Linked DNA regions of Mus musculus: regions 1, 2, 4 and 5 are each linked to region 3. The links are chromatin contacts, called in public Micro-C, capture Hi-C and promoter capture Hi-C maps. All regions are on one chromosome and are shown on one strand. The core of a region is the stretch at or near the end of the contact, and the rest is flanking DNA. Distances in the headings are between cores, read along the strand shown. Region 1 holds the start of Rgs8 (regulator of G-protein signaling 8). Region 2 holds the start of Lamc1 (laminin, gamma 1). Region 3 holds the start of Ier5 (immediate early response 5). Region 4 holds the start of 4930439D14Rik (a long non-coding RNA gene). Region 5 holds the start of Glul (glutamate-ammonia ligase (glutamine synthetase)).

Region 1 (2,783 bases), core at 99-2,598, 1.4 Mb after region 3:
CTTTTCCGAATCGCTGATCCAACTTTGGAAATAGAGGTTATGCTCCCCCGCCCCTGTATCCTCTGAGAAAACCCTAAAGGTTTCCAAATCTGTAAGAACAAGTGGCCCCCAACTTAAGTCAAGTTGCAGGCTAGGTTAAGCTTCATGGCATTTCTGCAGCTGGAAGCCTCCCTCACAAAGTCAGACAGAACACACCAGAACCTGAAAGCCCACTCTTCAGTATATGGCCAGACAATAGGTGGATGTTAAGTCGTTCTAACACAGCAAGAAAAACCAACAACCTCCTTCCCCCAACATGACACCCCCCATTTCTGTCTCCCCCCCCCCCAGCAAAAAAAAATCAGCAGCTACCATGCCAGGGAGCCATCACCTCCTGTTGCTGGTATGTGTGCCCCTAACTTGCCACTTAGGAACTGGCACCCCCACCCCTGGATTCATTTTAATCTCCCTCCAGTTCACTGTCATTGTGAGTCCTTTTGCATCGGAATGTGTCACTAAGTGTTAGTCACCAGCAGAGCTGACCTGCTTGGCTGACTAGAAACAAGACAGATGCTATGTGCAGCCAGGCTGCTGTGCAAGCGACCCCTGTTCCAAACAACAGCTGAGCTGAATGGAAATAAATATAAGAAACCCGTGGCACCGTGCAGACATCAACTGACAATATTTTCAGGGACACCCCCTCCCCGCCAAGAAATCTGAGGCCAGAAACAGGATCCTTGTTTGACAGAAAGCAGACTTTGGGGGTCCTGAGGAGTTGAGGCTGAGGCAGATAGGAAAAAAAAAAGGAAAGGAAAGAAAGAACCCTCCACTAACTAGAAAGAAATGCTATTCCTGCATCCTTACTAGGATCAGGGTAACAGGGCTTGCCCTCCCTGCTCCGAGCAGCTCTGAGAGAAAATAAGTGGAGATTATGAGAGGAGGACGTGCCTTTCTGCTCTCTGTTGTCTGTCCTGCTTCTCCCAGTAAGCCTCAGCGGGCCGGCCCAGGGATCCATCCAGACCCTGCAAGAAACAGGCATTCTCATCTTACCTGCCTGGCGGTGGGCAGCGCAGCTGGAAAGATGTGGCTGGTGCCGGCAACAGCAGTGCATGGCTCGGTGAAACCCTGAGTGACAGAGTCGGCCCTCTCCTGGTACATGGGTGAGGGTAGTGGAGCGTGGCCGCCTCACCTCGGGCCCCTAGAAGAGCTCCTGCACCATGCTGCTCTGGAGGGCTCTGCTCTGCGCCGGACTTTGCATCTCATGAAAAGGGAAAGAGCTAGCGAGCGCAGGGGAGGGAGCGGGGAGGCAGAGGGAGGGGAGAGGGGCACTCTGACAGATGATGCGCAGCCACGCAGTTGGGGGAGGACCGCAGGCTCCAACGGGATGGCAATGTCTGTGTGGCTCTCTGCTGACGGCTTGAATCCAAGCGCTACCTCCGGAGCGGCTGGTGGCTCTGCGAAGTTCAGCCAAGAACAGAGAGCATAAGGGTGTGACTGCGGTCATCAACCTGGGTGAGATCTGCTTTCCACTGACCACACCAAGGCAGGAGCGTTGGCTTGGTGACATAGGGAAGGGAGAAACACGGTCCCACATTCCTGGTCCAGCTTCAAGGTTGTCCCTCCCCATTCAGTAAAAAGCCATTTAGATTTAGGATTGAGAATGGCCAGGCAATTTGTGTCAAGCACAGCTCCAACTTTCTCAAAGATGAGGAAAATAATAGACATGGATGGGAACTAGACAGCAAATGGTCAGTGTCCTTTGTCACCCTGTGCAGAGGCAAGCCAGACTGCTCCCTCGGCCACATGCACAATGGGTTACCAGGGGTCTGTGTTGTCAAGAACAGGATCAAAAAAAGATGTTCAGAAGAGTAGAGCGAACATGCCATTTGATGCTTCTGTCTGTACAGTTCCACTGAGGTAGGAACACAGCCTTCTGGCTAGCTAAGCATCAGACATGGGGGCCCTTCGCAGGATTCTAGAGTGTGTCCATTCATTCGATGGGTTCATGGCACCAGCCACGGGCTGACAGTCACTGGTTCTGTTTACAACCATGGCCAGACAGAGAAGGTGACCAGGAGCACACAAACAGTGGAAGAGAGAAGAGACCAAAGGAAGCTGTGACTGGGGTACGCACCATCAAGCACAGCTAATGAAGGATAGAGAGACCCCAAACAACGGCCTTCTTGGGAGGGAGATGATGGTCTGCAGAGGATAAACATGTGACTGATTCCGATGTCCAGGGAACCATCCTTCCCTCCTCAGTCAAGCCTCTCTCCAAAGGATGTGACTAGCACTGACTGTAGACACCAAGCCCCATGACCTGTCAGACTCCCGTCTCCGATAGATGCTCATATCATCCCTCTGCTGCTACCTAAAATGTTGCTCCATTTCAGCACAGTCAGGTCAATATATCATGCCACGGTTATGAGTCTACTATGTGCTATGGGTGATGTTGAGGGAATAGATATCCTTGCTGTGCCAGATGACTGGAGGAAGGGACAGAGATTCAGGCGGCCGGTTCACACATAAATGAGCAAGGTGTTCAAATCACTGATGGAGGGAGAAGAGGAAGAGGAATTCCAACTGGGAGGTCAAGGAGAGAGAGGGTACTTTCCTTCTTGCTGTATACTGATGGCTGCTTCTCCTGTTTTTGAGGGGCTAAAAGGTCCATGACACCTCACTTGAACCCCCCCCCGATCATGTGACACTCCCTCTGTTCTCTGTACATGCCCTCTAAAATCTTCTTGGATTGAAAGTAAAGACCAACCCTTTTAGAGAGACAGATGTCTCTCCTCTCTCTATTG
Region 2 (2,700 bases), core at 43-2,542, 1.8 Mb after region 3:
ATCCGGAGCTTACACTTTGCTGGTCTGCTTTGCATCTTGGGTTGGGATTAGCACAGTGTGCTGCCAAGCCCGGCTCTCAGCTGGTTCATTTTTACAGCACCCTCCCTTCCCCTGTCTGCTGGTCCTATCAGCACTGCAGGTAGTTCTGATCTGAGACTAAAACGCATGATCTTTTGGCTCGGGCTCTGGGAACTGAGTCATTCTGGCACTGACAATATTCTGTGACTCAGCAGGTCCGAAGAGGAGGATGTCAGAATCCAGATAATTTCGAGTCTTTTAAAGGCAAGCTAGGACACACAAACAACAGAGTGGAAGAATTTCAAAGCAGGTCTGCGTATCCAGGGGAAAATGTCATTCCATTCCCAGCCTTCTCACTTCCTTCCTTGCCCGGTTAAATGACAGTCACATTTTAATTTAGAGCAAGGAAATCACAAAATTGACTCTGAAGCTGAGATCGAGCCCTGTGTTCCACAGGGATCCAGTCCCTTGGACACCTCGGGATCTCTCCCCTCAGCGTGGGCAGGGCTTGCCCCGGGATACAGGAGGCAATGCCCGGGACGGCTGGGGAGGGCGAGGTCACGCAGGCCACCGCACCGTTGCGCTGTGTTCAGGCTCCAGAGTCAGGTAGTGGCTGAGCTATACCGTAAGGACTGACATCTGGTTGGGCCAGGGTCCAAGTCCTCATGAAGTCAAAAACACAGATTCCGGGCCACCTCACCCACCTGCGTCTCCCTTTAAGAACCTCCTCTTAGCCTCATACCCTCCAGGGCAAGATCCTCTAAGGTACAAGACCTGGATGAGGGTTCCCAACCCACCGAAGCCCCTACCCTCCCAGCATGCACTGCCCAGCACCCCACACCCCACGCCCCGCCCTCCTTCCCTCACTCACGCTCCCTCTCCGCCCACCTTGGGCCCCTCCCTCTTACCCCCTCGCCCAGCCCACCTCTAGTCACGCCCATCCAGAAGTCCTCCCACTTGACCCCTTGCCTCTTCCATCTCGCGCCCCCCTCCCTTTTGCTGCCGGTCCCGCCCTCCTCGCACCCCACCCTCCTACTCCACCGCCCCGCCCACCTCGCGCCCGGTCCTCTGGCTCCCGCCCCTCCCATCTCGCTTCTCTGGCCCACCGCCCTCCAGGCCGCCCCCGCCGCCGCCGGGAGTCGCTGGGGAGGACGCGTAGGGCGGGGAGCAGCTCCTGGCCCGCGTGAGCTGCCGAGGAGGCCGGCCTTGGGTTTTCTCCACCGCCAGATCCCACCCCGCCGGGCAGACCCCACCCCCTTCTCCTTCCTCCTGGGGCGCGCTCTCGAGTGCGCGCTCGGAAGTCGGGGGTCGGCGCACAGTGCAGGCTGCGCACCGGGAGGTAGCGGAGGCAGCGCGATCTTGGCTCGGACGCCCACCCATCGGCTCTGCGTCCGGCTCTCGGCCTCCAGCCCGGTCCACAGCCCGGCCTCGGCCCGCAGCGGAGGATCGGCCTCGGGATACGCCGCTAGGCGAGTGCAGCGCGGCACCCCAGCCTTTGCCGAGGGCCCGCGCGCAGCGGGATGACGGGCGGCGGGCGGGCCGCGCTGGCCCTGCAGCCCCGGGGGCGGCTGTGGCCGCTGTTGGCTGTGCTGGCGGCTGTGGCGGGCTGTGTCCGGGCGGCCATGGACGAGTGCGCGGATGAGGGCGGGCGGCCGCAGCGCTGCATGCCGGAGTTTGTTAATGCCGCCTTCAATGTGACCGTGGTGGCTACCAACACGTGTGGGACTCCGCCCGAGGAGTACTGCGTGCAGACTGGGGTGACCGGAGTCACTAAGTCCTGTCACCTGTGCGACGCCGGCCAGCAGCACCTGCAACACGGGGCAGCCTTCCTGACCGACTACAACAACCAGGCCGACACCACCTGGTGGCAAAGCCAGACTATGCTGGCCGGGGTGCAGTACCCCAACTCCATCAACCTCACGCTGCACCTGGGTAAGCGATGACAGCCCCGTCCCCACTACTCGCTCACGGTCCAGCTCCGGGGCCGCATCCATGGAGCCGCTGGTCCGGCCTGAGGGGCCTGTCCAGCCGCGTGCTGACGGTCTGTTCTCCAGCGTGGGCCACACACAGAAATTCCTTTCTCCAACTTCTAAAATTCATCTCGCTTTGAACATCCGGTGAGGGCCACCATGTCCCACGCTAGCATCTCTCTCTTTTTTTCTTACTCTTTCTAGTCCAACCGGATTCTCGTTCCGTTGATTCTTTTCTATTTCAGCAGTTAGGATTTTGGACCAACACCCCCCCACCCCCTTTTGCACCCTGAGGCGCTAATGAAACACTCATCCTGGCAGGACAGGACTATCACATAGCATGCTTACATTAGAGTCTTGAAGGTCCACTTTCAAACACTTGTCTTTAAAATGTTTGTCTGTCTCCAGGGTTGAGAATGATTGCTCTTAGTTTTGATAGGGGAATTTGAGGGGAGCAAATGCCTTTGCCGCCGGTATTTCTATGTGTAATTAAAGTGGAAGTTCACTTTTAAAGTTACTGTTCTTCAGAGCTGTTCAGCCTTAATTAGGAGCTGTTTCACTGCTAATCCTAGTTGGGAGAAAACAGAAAGGTAATGAAGACACTCTCTGTAATTGAGGGCAGTTTTGTTCCGGTGTAAAAAGCTCCAAGGCTCTCCTGGATAGTCTTCCCTTTTGCTTTGATCCGAAGCAAGTGTGGAGACAAGCATGCTTT
Region 3 (2,844 bases), core at 192-2,691:
TACCCAATAAATATTTGTCAAAAAATAAAATAAAATAAAAAAGATTTTCCAAGAGAGAAAACGGAGAAGAACCTCATGCTATTACTGAACATATGTTGCTGTTGCTACATGTTATAATTATTTTCTCTCCTTCTCTATGTGGGCTGAGAATTCCTAGAAGGGAGGGACTCTGGGCTTCAGTTGTAGCAGTAATAGTGGCCAAAGTTAGCATCCCCCAAACCATCAGATCTGAAGGCATCCTGGTTGTGAACTGGCTCTTAATCAAGCCTACCTCTCACTAGTATTTCTTCCATGTAAATGGCCAAACCTATTGTAGGGTCAGGCAAACCTTTCACATAGACACCGTGTAAGCTGTGGTTAACTTTATTATTTAGATTGACTCTGAGAGTTGCCATTTATCTTCTGTGTAATAAAGAAGGTGTATCTGTGATTTCTTCATTTTATATTTGAAACTTCAGGGCCATAAGGCAATTTACAGAGCCATCAGGCACCAGTACAATCTTGTCATGGTCCTTCTGACAGGGATTTGCAAGACTCAGTGGATGGGACTACATTGACTGACCAGAAAAATTTTAGGAACCCTCCCCCCATACTTGACAAAAAACAATTTACATAATCAACATGGGAAACCAGAACTTATTTGTATTTTTAGAACTTACTAGATTTCCCCCAAAATAGATCAGTTACTTATTGTGTGTGTGTGTGGGGGGGGGGTATTAAACAAACAGACAAACAAAGAAAACCATTGTGGAGAAATAGGTAACATCTTCCATTTAAAATATGTGATAACTGAGAATCTGGGGAACGAAATGAAAGATGCCAGCTTTAGGTGAGAACAAACAACGTTGTACCTGAATTCTGTTCCTTCATAAGGCAGAAGCTTGGGTATTTCTAGAACGTTCCCTTTTGTTTGTAGTTAAATGCTGAGTATAACGCTAATGGGAAAGGGGCTAACTCCAACATAATATCTCAAATATATCGTGCTAGTTGTCATATATTGTCATCGCTTCCATTTCTGCCAAGAATGACCAGAAATTACAGCTGAAACAGCTATGAGCAGCTGGAAATTGTGTATGAAAGGAACTGAATTTTATTGTGCAGTAGATTCCAGCACACTAAACGAATGAAAGTTCCAGTCAGTGTGCTAAGGTACATCACAAAGCGGAATCCCTTACTACATACAGTTCTGTGGGCCTCGTTCTCCTCTATCAACGCCTCTGAACACAAATCCCACCGCACATGATCAATGGGCTGCCTGCAATCTCCCCCTTTAAGAGCTTGCTCCGCGGGACTAACGTTTGAACAGGCCCTGGGGCCCCTCCTCTGCCTCTGATTGGTCGGGGGCGGAGCACGAGGCACATCTGCCCGCCCAGAACGGTTAGCGGCGCTTTGTGATTGGCGTTCGAGGAGCATATATAAGGTGCAGTGTGGCCCCGCAGCGCTCAGTTTAGAGTCCGGCTCAGAACGGTTCTGTTGTCTGAAGGGAAGCGGCGGAGGGGGACTACGCGTCACCAGGTCTTTTCTCCACCGAGCTTTCAGACGCCGAGGGTACAACCACAGAGGAAGACCTGATCCCGCCTACAGCTCCTCTCGCAGCTTCAGAAGGCAAGCAGGCGTTCACCCTATCGTCTGGAAGCGAAGGCAGGATGGAGTTCAAGCTGGAGGCTCACCGCATCGTCAGCATCTCCCTGGGCAAGATCTACAACTCGCGGGTCCAGCGCGGCGGCATCAAGCTGCACAAGAACCTCTTGGTGTCGTTGGTGCTGCGCAGCGCCCGCCAAGTCTACCTGAGTGACCCCTGCCCTGGCCTCTACCTGGCTGGCCCTGCGGGGACCCCGGCGGTGCCGCCGCCTCAGCAGCCTGGAGAGCCTGTAGCCGGGCCACCCTCCGGCTGGGGAGAGCCGCCCCCGCCGGTCGCCCGTGCCGCCTGGCCGGAGCCCGAGCCTCAGCCGCAGCCTCAGCCTCAGCGTCCCTCCGTGTGCCACACGCCCGGAGCGGGAAGCTCAGAACCGGTGGCCGCGGTGGCCGGATCGGGGGAAGCTCTCCGGGGCGGAGAGGAGGACTCGGCGGCAGCTGCTTGGGGCCGCGTGGAGCGTCCGCGCGCGGCGTCTTCAGGAGGTGGCTCGGACGCGTGCCCCGAGGGGCCCCGGGCAGTGCGCCGCCCGTGCGGCTGTCCCCCGGCCGTGGAGGAGCGGTCCTCCGAGGACGGGTCCCCCGCGCCACCCGCCCCGTGTCCCAGGAAGCGTGGCGCAGCGGGAGTGGGTGGCGGCCGCGCGAGCTGCTCGGCACCCGGCTCTACCCCTCTCAAGAAGCCGCGCCGGAACTCGGAGGAGCAGCCAGTCACCGGCGAGGACGACACCGACGAGGAGATGGAGACCGGGAACGTGGCAAACCTCATCAGCATCTTCGGGTCTAGCTTCTCGGGACTCCTACGGAAAAGCCCCGCAGGCGGCCGAGAGGAAGAGGAGGCGGAGGAGGGCGGCCCGGAAGCCGCCGAGCCGGGGCAGATCTGCTGCGACAAGCCGGTGCTGAGAGACATGAGCCCCTGGAGCACAGCCATCGTGGCCTTCTGAGCCCCCGGGACCCGAGTGGCTGGAGCTTGAGCAGCGGGAGTCCCCGAAGTGCGGCCGGGGCCTCTCCCGGCCGCGAGGACGAGCCGAGACCGTAGGCGCTGGGCGCGTAGGGGAGACTGGTTGCTGCCGGGCAGCACATCGCCCCAGAAGGGGCAGCCCGGCTGGGCCGTGGCTCTCGAGTCTCATCCTGAGACCTAGAGTTGGAGGCTTATTGGAAGAGGACGATCGATCGTTAACTTTTGTATCTGTGTGTGTCCGTGTGTAAGTTTGT
Region 4 (2,750 bases), core at 21-2,520, 1.8 Mb before region 3:
TAAGATCCCACGGCTGTGGGGTGACTCTTCACATTTGCAGTCCCCCTCCACTTGTCCGCCACGACTCCTAAGGACGCCGCCCTCACGGGCTGGGTATTTGATCTGGGGGCCAAGCGTTTCCAGACTTTTGTCCTCTGGCCCGAGCGGGGAGCAACGCCCGCGTCCCAGGCGCCAACGAGACCCGTGCGGGGAGCAGCCGCGGGGCCCCACCTGTCCGTCCTGAACCCTGCGGCTCGTCCTTGCGGCCGGTGCTGCGCCTGCGGCTGGGGCACGCGCCTCGGACACCGGTACGGGGCGGCAGTTGGCCTCGGGGGGCATAGCCCGGCGCCCGCAGACTGCGCCGAGACCCCGGCGACCCGGCGTTCCCGGCCGCGCGAGCGCGCTCGGTTGGTGCGCGCGCCGCTCCGCCCCGCCCGCCCGGCGCGCGCCCCCTGCGCGGCCGGGGTGGATCCAGCGCACTCCCCTCCCCCGAGCGCCGGCGGCAGGCGCTGAATGAGAGACGCCGACTGCTCGGTTGGGCGAGCGATTGCCTCGGAGCCGCGGGCGAAGCGGAGGCGACGGCCGCGGCTGCACAGGTCGGCGTGGCGTGCGGGCGTGTGGGGAGGCGCGGGCAATGGCGGCGGCGGCCGCGGTGCGCGGCGCGGGAGGGCGGGCTGCGGGTCGCTCGCGGTCCCGCGGTGGCGGAGGCCCCGGCGTCGCCTCAGCCTCTCAGGTGAGCCGGGGCCGGGCCCCGCCGCGCCAGCCACACCCCCTCTCGGCCGGGGCGCCTGCACCCCCGTCACCGAGCCGAGGCGGGTGACCTGTTGCGGGGCCGAACCGCCCGCGGAGCGCGGGGTGAGCGGCGCCGCGGCGGCGGAGGCCGCGTGCGGACACGGAGGGGGGTCCCGCACCGCCGCGCTAGCTGCCCGCAGCGCCTGGGATTCCTTTGCTGTGTGGGCTTAGGCGGGCTCGTAAACACCGGGCTCGGGGAGGCGATGGGGAGCTGACCTGGAAGGGAGCCCGGACCTGTGCGCTGCCGCCGCGGCTCCCCGCCCCCCTCGAAGCGCTTTTCCTGCCGCCGTGTGCGGTGTAGACGCAGGCGGGTTTCAGGGTGCGTGGGCGTGTTTGGGAAGAAGCTGCGAGCTGATAGGAGGTACCTTAGTGCGAATGTTAATTTGTTTGAGCTGGGAGGGGTGAGGGAGGAGGAAGAAAGGGGCCTGTTGGTGGCCGTGGAGGAGGGGCGTTTGCAACCCCAAATCCCTCTGCAGAAAGCGCTCTCCACCGAAAGCATCCAGCGTCTTTTGTTTAAGATCGGAGGATGAAAGCACGGGCGGCAGTTAATTGAGCCTTTCCTCGTAGGTGCTCTGCATCCCCTCCCCACCCCCACACCCCGTCTTAGTACGCTGAAGTAGCTATAGAGCTTTGTTTCGGTGTTGGTGTTTGTTTATGAGTTGACTTTGGCGTTGTTTATGTAATGTTTACCATCCGGTGTACTCGAGGTCGTGTGTCTTTGAAGATGACCATTCGAATTTTGTGGAACTTTTCATTCCTTGCATGAGAGAGTACCGCAGTGCCACAGTTCGTTAACTTGCAAACTGTAAAAGCCTGTCCCACCCAGATATGATTGTTCGGGCTGTAGCATCATAAATGTAGTAAGTGTAATACTGTTACTGCAGGAGTGGGATTTGTAACCAAACAGTATTATTTTAATAATAATAACCTCTACTGAATGTGTGTAGTCATGAAGCTTCAAAAATGTGGAAAATTGCTTGTCTTAGCCACATGTATATATTAAATGTGTCTATTAGAGTTCCCATGAATGGTTTAAGTATAGTTATTTGAGCTTAAATTCTGGCATAGTAATTTTAAAATAGTAAAACCCAGTCCATTCTATCTCACCATGCATTGATTTCAGGAATTTGACTTTTTCTGCAAATACTGTTCTCTATCTTTTATTCACCAGATTGCAGCAGAAGTTGAAAGATCTGCTTGTGTGTCAAGATCCTAGTATACTTTTTGATATTACAGTATCAGGGAGGATACACCCAAAAATTCTGAGAGAAAATAAAATTTAAAAGATAGCTATGAACCAGACATGTGTGAGTAATGAATGCAATTTGTGTGCATTTTAAAAACGAGCTTACAATTAAAATTGGGGCAGTGGTTGCCTTTGGTGAAAGATGGCTTTGTTGGTAATAATAATTTGATTGCAACTTGAAACTTTTTTTTTTTTTTTTTTTTTTTTGAGGCAGAGCCTCACTATGTAGCTCTAGCTGTCGGTGGAATTCACTACATAGACCAGGCTGGCTTCTAACTGGCTGAGATCTGCCTGACTCTGCCTATGAGGAGTTGGGATCAAAAGCTCCTTTTAAGCTCTTGTCCAGAGGGTCAATTCTTCTAAACACACAGAGTATCTCCGCGTCCCGCTGTGTCCTGATGGGTGTGGAGGGGATGCTGCAGCGCACAAACGCACACGTGCTGTGATGGAGATAAAGTCATCAGTGGGCAGCTCTGTTAGTGTAGAAGTGAAAACTCAGGATGCCTTTTGAGTTAGGATACTGCTTGCATTTTTCCTTCTGAGGATAGAAGGAACTGTTAGTGAATAAAAGCATCAAGACAGTTGTCTTAAACTGTGCTTGTGTTTATACACACTAGGTATCCGGCTTCCAAACATATCTAAATATTACTCTACCTGGAGTCAGAGGGTGTGTGGTTTATATGTGGCTAGACAATTAATCTGTTGGTTTATATACTTAAATGAAATGTGTGCT
Region 5 (2,792 bases), core at 242-2,741, 1.2 Mb after region 3:
TGGCTTCAATTTACACCACTCATCAGCTTTCCTCCTCTGCCGTGCCCCCCGCCCCCCACACACACACATCCAGCATTAATGAACTGTTAGGGGAACCTGAGTTCCTCCTCTGGCCCTGGTTCCCTGAGACCAGCTGGGTGCCAGCAGCCTAGTGTACATAGATAGCACCAACTGGTGTCCCTGTAGTGCAAAGTGGAATGGGTTCTTAAAATTCTGAGTAGTTTCTGCGGGTTGCCAGATGCACCCGGGGTCCTTCGCCCTGACTTTTACTCACCCCAGCCAATGAGAATCAAATGCACTGGGGTTGTACTCTCTAGACCTCCTCTTTTTAGAGCAGTGTTCATGCCTCTCCTCGTTCTCGATTTCTCGCTGGTCTAAGCAACGGAGCTTTTTGGGCGAGGGCGATGGAGTGGGGGACCCAGACCGTTCGGAGGGGGAGGTGCTGGAATAAGACGGGTGCGATTTAATCTTAACCCTCGACTTCTCCCCGGAGTTCACAGAGTAGGCAACGAAGCCTAAAGTATTAGAAGGGGACTCTGAGGACCGAGAATCTCCATCTTCTACGTCTTCAATGGTTGGTTTCTTTGAGTATTTGCGGCTGGGGGAGGATCCCCGCTTCCCGCCCCCGGAGGAGTTGGGGCAATCCACTTTGAAAGCAGCCTTCCCACTAAAATGTCCGGAAAGTCGGTGCCGCGACCCTCGGGCCCGCGTAGATCTCAAGGCCTCTCCCAGGGGGCCATACCCCGGCGAGGGTAGAGGCCGGGTGGCGAGAGTGGGGCGACCGCGGGAGGCACAGCGCGCCGCTGCTGCCTCCGCTTGGCGCGGCCTCTCCACTGCGGAGCCCGCCGGCCACTCCGGGGCTCCGGCTCTCCATTGTTCGGTCATATGGTAAAGGCCTAGGACACGGCGTTGGGAGCTGGGGAGTGGTGCCATCAACGCTTAGGACCACCATCCTCAACCAGACCACCCACAGCGTGACGACGCCCCCCAAATGCGCCGCCAGGAAGAGAGGATCAAGGCGCCTGCGCCCACCTAAGGCAAGAACCCTCTCCCGCTGGGACCACCGGAAAGCCCCCATCTCAGCGTGAACCCCAGCCAACGGCGCCTGCCTCCCGGGGCGGCGCCTCCGGCCGCAAGTATAGAACAGATCAAAACAACCCGCAACCCCGCCCTTCCCGGAGCTTGGCTCACAGCGCGTCCTAGGAACACCAAGCAGAGCCGGCCCGGGCCGCACGCTGCAAACACGCGGGAGGCACGAGCGCTGCATCCCGCTCCGTACAGCAGCTGACTGGAGCTGGGAAGTAGAGTGCGACCCCACAGCCCGGGCGGCCGTACATTCCTGGACCCTCCGTGCGCTTACCAGAGCGGTGGCCGGCCGGATGATGGATGGGTGAACAGGTCAGGAGAGCGAGGCGGAGAGGAGATGGGTGAGCGTGCTGTTCAGACACTCTGCTCTACTCCCATTCTCCGCTCTGCAGGGTCGCTGGCTGCTCGGTACTTTTTATTGACAGCTTGTGCCCGCCCCCAGTCGCCTTGATTGGCTGACCTAGGCCAGGAAACCCGCGCCCATCAGCTGCTGCGCGCCGGGGCCCTGAGGCCATTGGCCGAGGAACTGTGCGGGAGCCTCAGGGTGGGGCGAGCGAGACCCAGAAGAAAGAAAGAGAAAGGGGAGTGGGGGAGGGGAGGCAGCGGCGGCTGGAGGAGGGCCAGGGCCGAAGGTGCAGGATGCATTTGCAGCTTGCGTTCTTAAGCGACCTCTGGACCCTCGGACCCAGGCTGAGGCTTCCTCAGAGTCATTTGGCCTCGGCTCTTTGCTTCCTTAACGGTACAGAGGTTTTCGAGGAGATCTGTCACTGAAAATCCAGAACCCCAGAAGAGAATTTTACCCTTTGTTTGTTGAGCGAGCCTGGGGACGGGTTGGGCTGGGGAGAGGCAGGGAGCCCTGATCAGGCGCGGGGAGAGAGAGAGAGAAACACGATTCCCAGAACCTGGAGGACCCTATCTTCCTGGTTTCCTGAGTGGATTTGGGGGAAGTGGTCAGACTGTGATTTCACGGTTTAAACACAAGTGTGATGTTTCTATAAAGAGGATTCTGGACGTCCATAGTCTATTTGATGTTGCCTTGTGTGTGTGTGTTCCCGTCTCTCAGCCTTTCCTTGGATCTGCAAAATAAAGCAGATGGAAGGACTTTCAGAGCAGTTGACCGGGAAAGCAGGGTGGCAACATGCCTTTAATCCTAGCACTCAGGAGGGAAAGCGGGGGTGGCACACGCCTTTAATCCTAGCACTCAGGAGGCAGAGGCGGGTGGGTCTCCTGAGTTCGAGGCCAGTCTTCTCTACAGAGGGAATTCCAGGACAACCAGGGTTTCACAGAGAAAACAAACAAAAAAGCAAGAGGGGTGGGGGGAACCCCTGGCTTTGCTTCCCAAGTTGTTTTTAACTGTGTGTGTGTGTTGGGGGAGAGGGAATGAGAGTTTTCTCTTTCCTTTCTTAACCCTGCAGTGATGGCTGAGATAGTGTGTGAATACTGTAGTGAGACAAGCTGAAAATGTGCACAGAATTTACCTGTAAAAAAATAGACGTGGCCCATATATTGTTATTAATGCTATGCTCTGAGCAGTCTCTTTCTAGTACATGAAATCCACCTCATGGCTGGGCTTTATCTTTCAGGACTTCTGGCATTCGAGATGAAGTTTTCTCTCTAGATGCCAGAAACCCACGCTCTCAGTGCCTTTGGAAGAGGAAGGGATGAAGTTTGTGCTTCTGCTTCTGTGTATGCACCACAAATATGAA

What was found. Promoter capture Hi-C pulls out the DNA fragments that hold promoters and counts their contacts. Hi-C and Micro-C count contacts between places; a contact is called where the count stands out from the background. Capture Hi-C pulls out chosen DNA fragments and counts their contacts.
Region 1: a contact with region 3 is called in a capture Hi-C map of embryonic stem cells, with 2.6 times the contacts expected there. The contact joins the promoter of Rgs8 here to the promoter of Ier5 in region 3. A contact is called at or near these places in 2 of 39 promoter capture datasets (cranial neural crest and liver), 1 of 115 datasets of contacts at active chromatin or transcription factors (embryonic stem cells) and 1 of 9 other capture datasets (embryonic stem cells).
Region 2: a Micro-C map of embryonic stem cells shows a contact between it and region 3, with 4 times the contacts expected there. The contact joins the promoter of Lamc1 here to the promoter of Ier5 in region 3.
Region 4: a contact with region 3 is called in a promoter capture Hi-C map of pre-B cells, with 4 times the contacts expected there. The contact joins the promoter of 4930439D14Rik here to the promoter of Ier5 in region 3. A contact is called at or near these places in 2 of 39 promoter capture datasets (cranial neural crest and pre-B cells).
Region 5: a contact with region 3 is called in a Micro-C map of embryonic stem cells, with 3 times the contacts expected there. The contact joins the promoter of Glul here to the promoter of Ier5 in region 3. A contact is called at or near these places in 5 of 39 promoter capture datasets (cranial neural crest, embryonic stem cells, liver and 2 more), 5 of 484 Hi-C or Micro-C datasets (B cells, CD4 T cells, the G1E-ER4 cell line and 1 more), 5 of 115 datasets of contacts at active chromatin or transcription factors (astrocytes, embryonic stem cells, extraembryonic endoderm stem cells and 2 more) and 1 of 9 other capture datasets (liver).

What each region holds. Positions count from the first base shown.
Region 1 is chr1:153,651,602-153,654,384 of GRCm38.p6, reverse strand. It overlaps Rgs8 (regulator of G-protein signaling 8), which reads right to left and starts at 1,348. Exons shown (of 7, transcript NM_026380.3): 1 at 1,030-1,348.
Region 2 is chr1:153,331,378-153,334,077 of GRCm38.p6, reverse strand. Lamc1 (laminin, gamma 1) reads left to right here and starts at 1,292. Exons shown (of 28, transcript NM_010683.2): 1 at 1,292-1,950. The coding sequence starts at 1,539.
Region 3 is chr1:155,098,233-155,101,076 of GRCm38.p6, reverse strand. Ier5 (immediate early response 5) reads left to right here and starts at 1,441. Exons shown (of 1, transcript NM_010500.2): 1 at 1,441-2,844. The coding sequence starts at 1,647. The coding sequence ends at 2,573.
Region 4 is chr1:156,937,314-156,940,063 of GRCm38.p6, reverse strand. 4930439D14Rik (a long non-coding RNA gene) reads right to left here and starts at 1,270. Exons shown (of 2, transcript XR_003948625.1): 1 at 1,006-1,270; 2 at 1-937. Ralgps2 (Ral GEF with PH domain and SH3 binding motif 2) reads left to right here and starts at 438. Exons shown (of 19, transcript NM_001159967.1): 1 at 438-575.
Region 5 is chr1:153,898,628-153,901,419 of GRCm38.p6, reverse strand. Glul (glutamate-ammonia ligase (glutamine synthetase)) reads right to left here and starts at 1,491. Exons shown (of 7, transcript NM_008131.4): 1 at 1,361-1,491. Gm38440 (a long non-coding RNA gene) reads left to right here and starts at 1,644. Exons shown (of 2, transcript XR_387481.3): 1 at 1,644-1,825; 2 at 2,670-2,792. Mir8114 (microRNA 8114) reads right to left here and starts at 1,494; the gene lies at 1,384-1,494.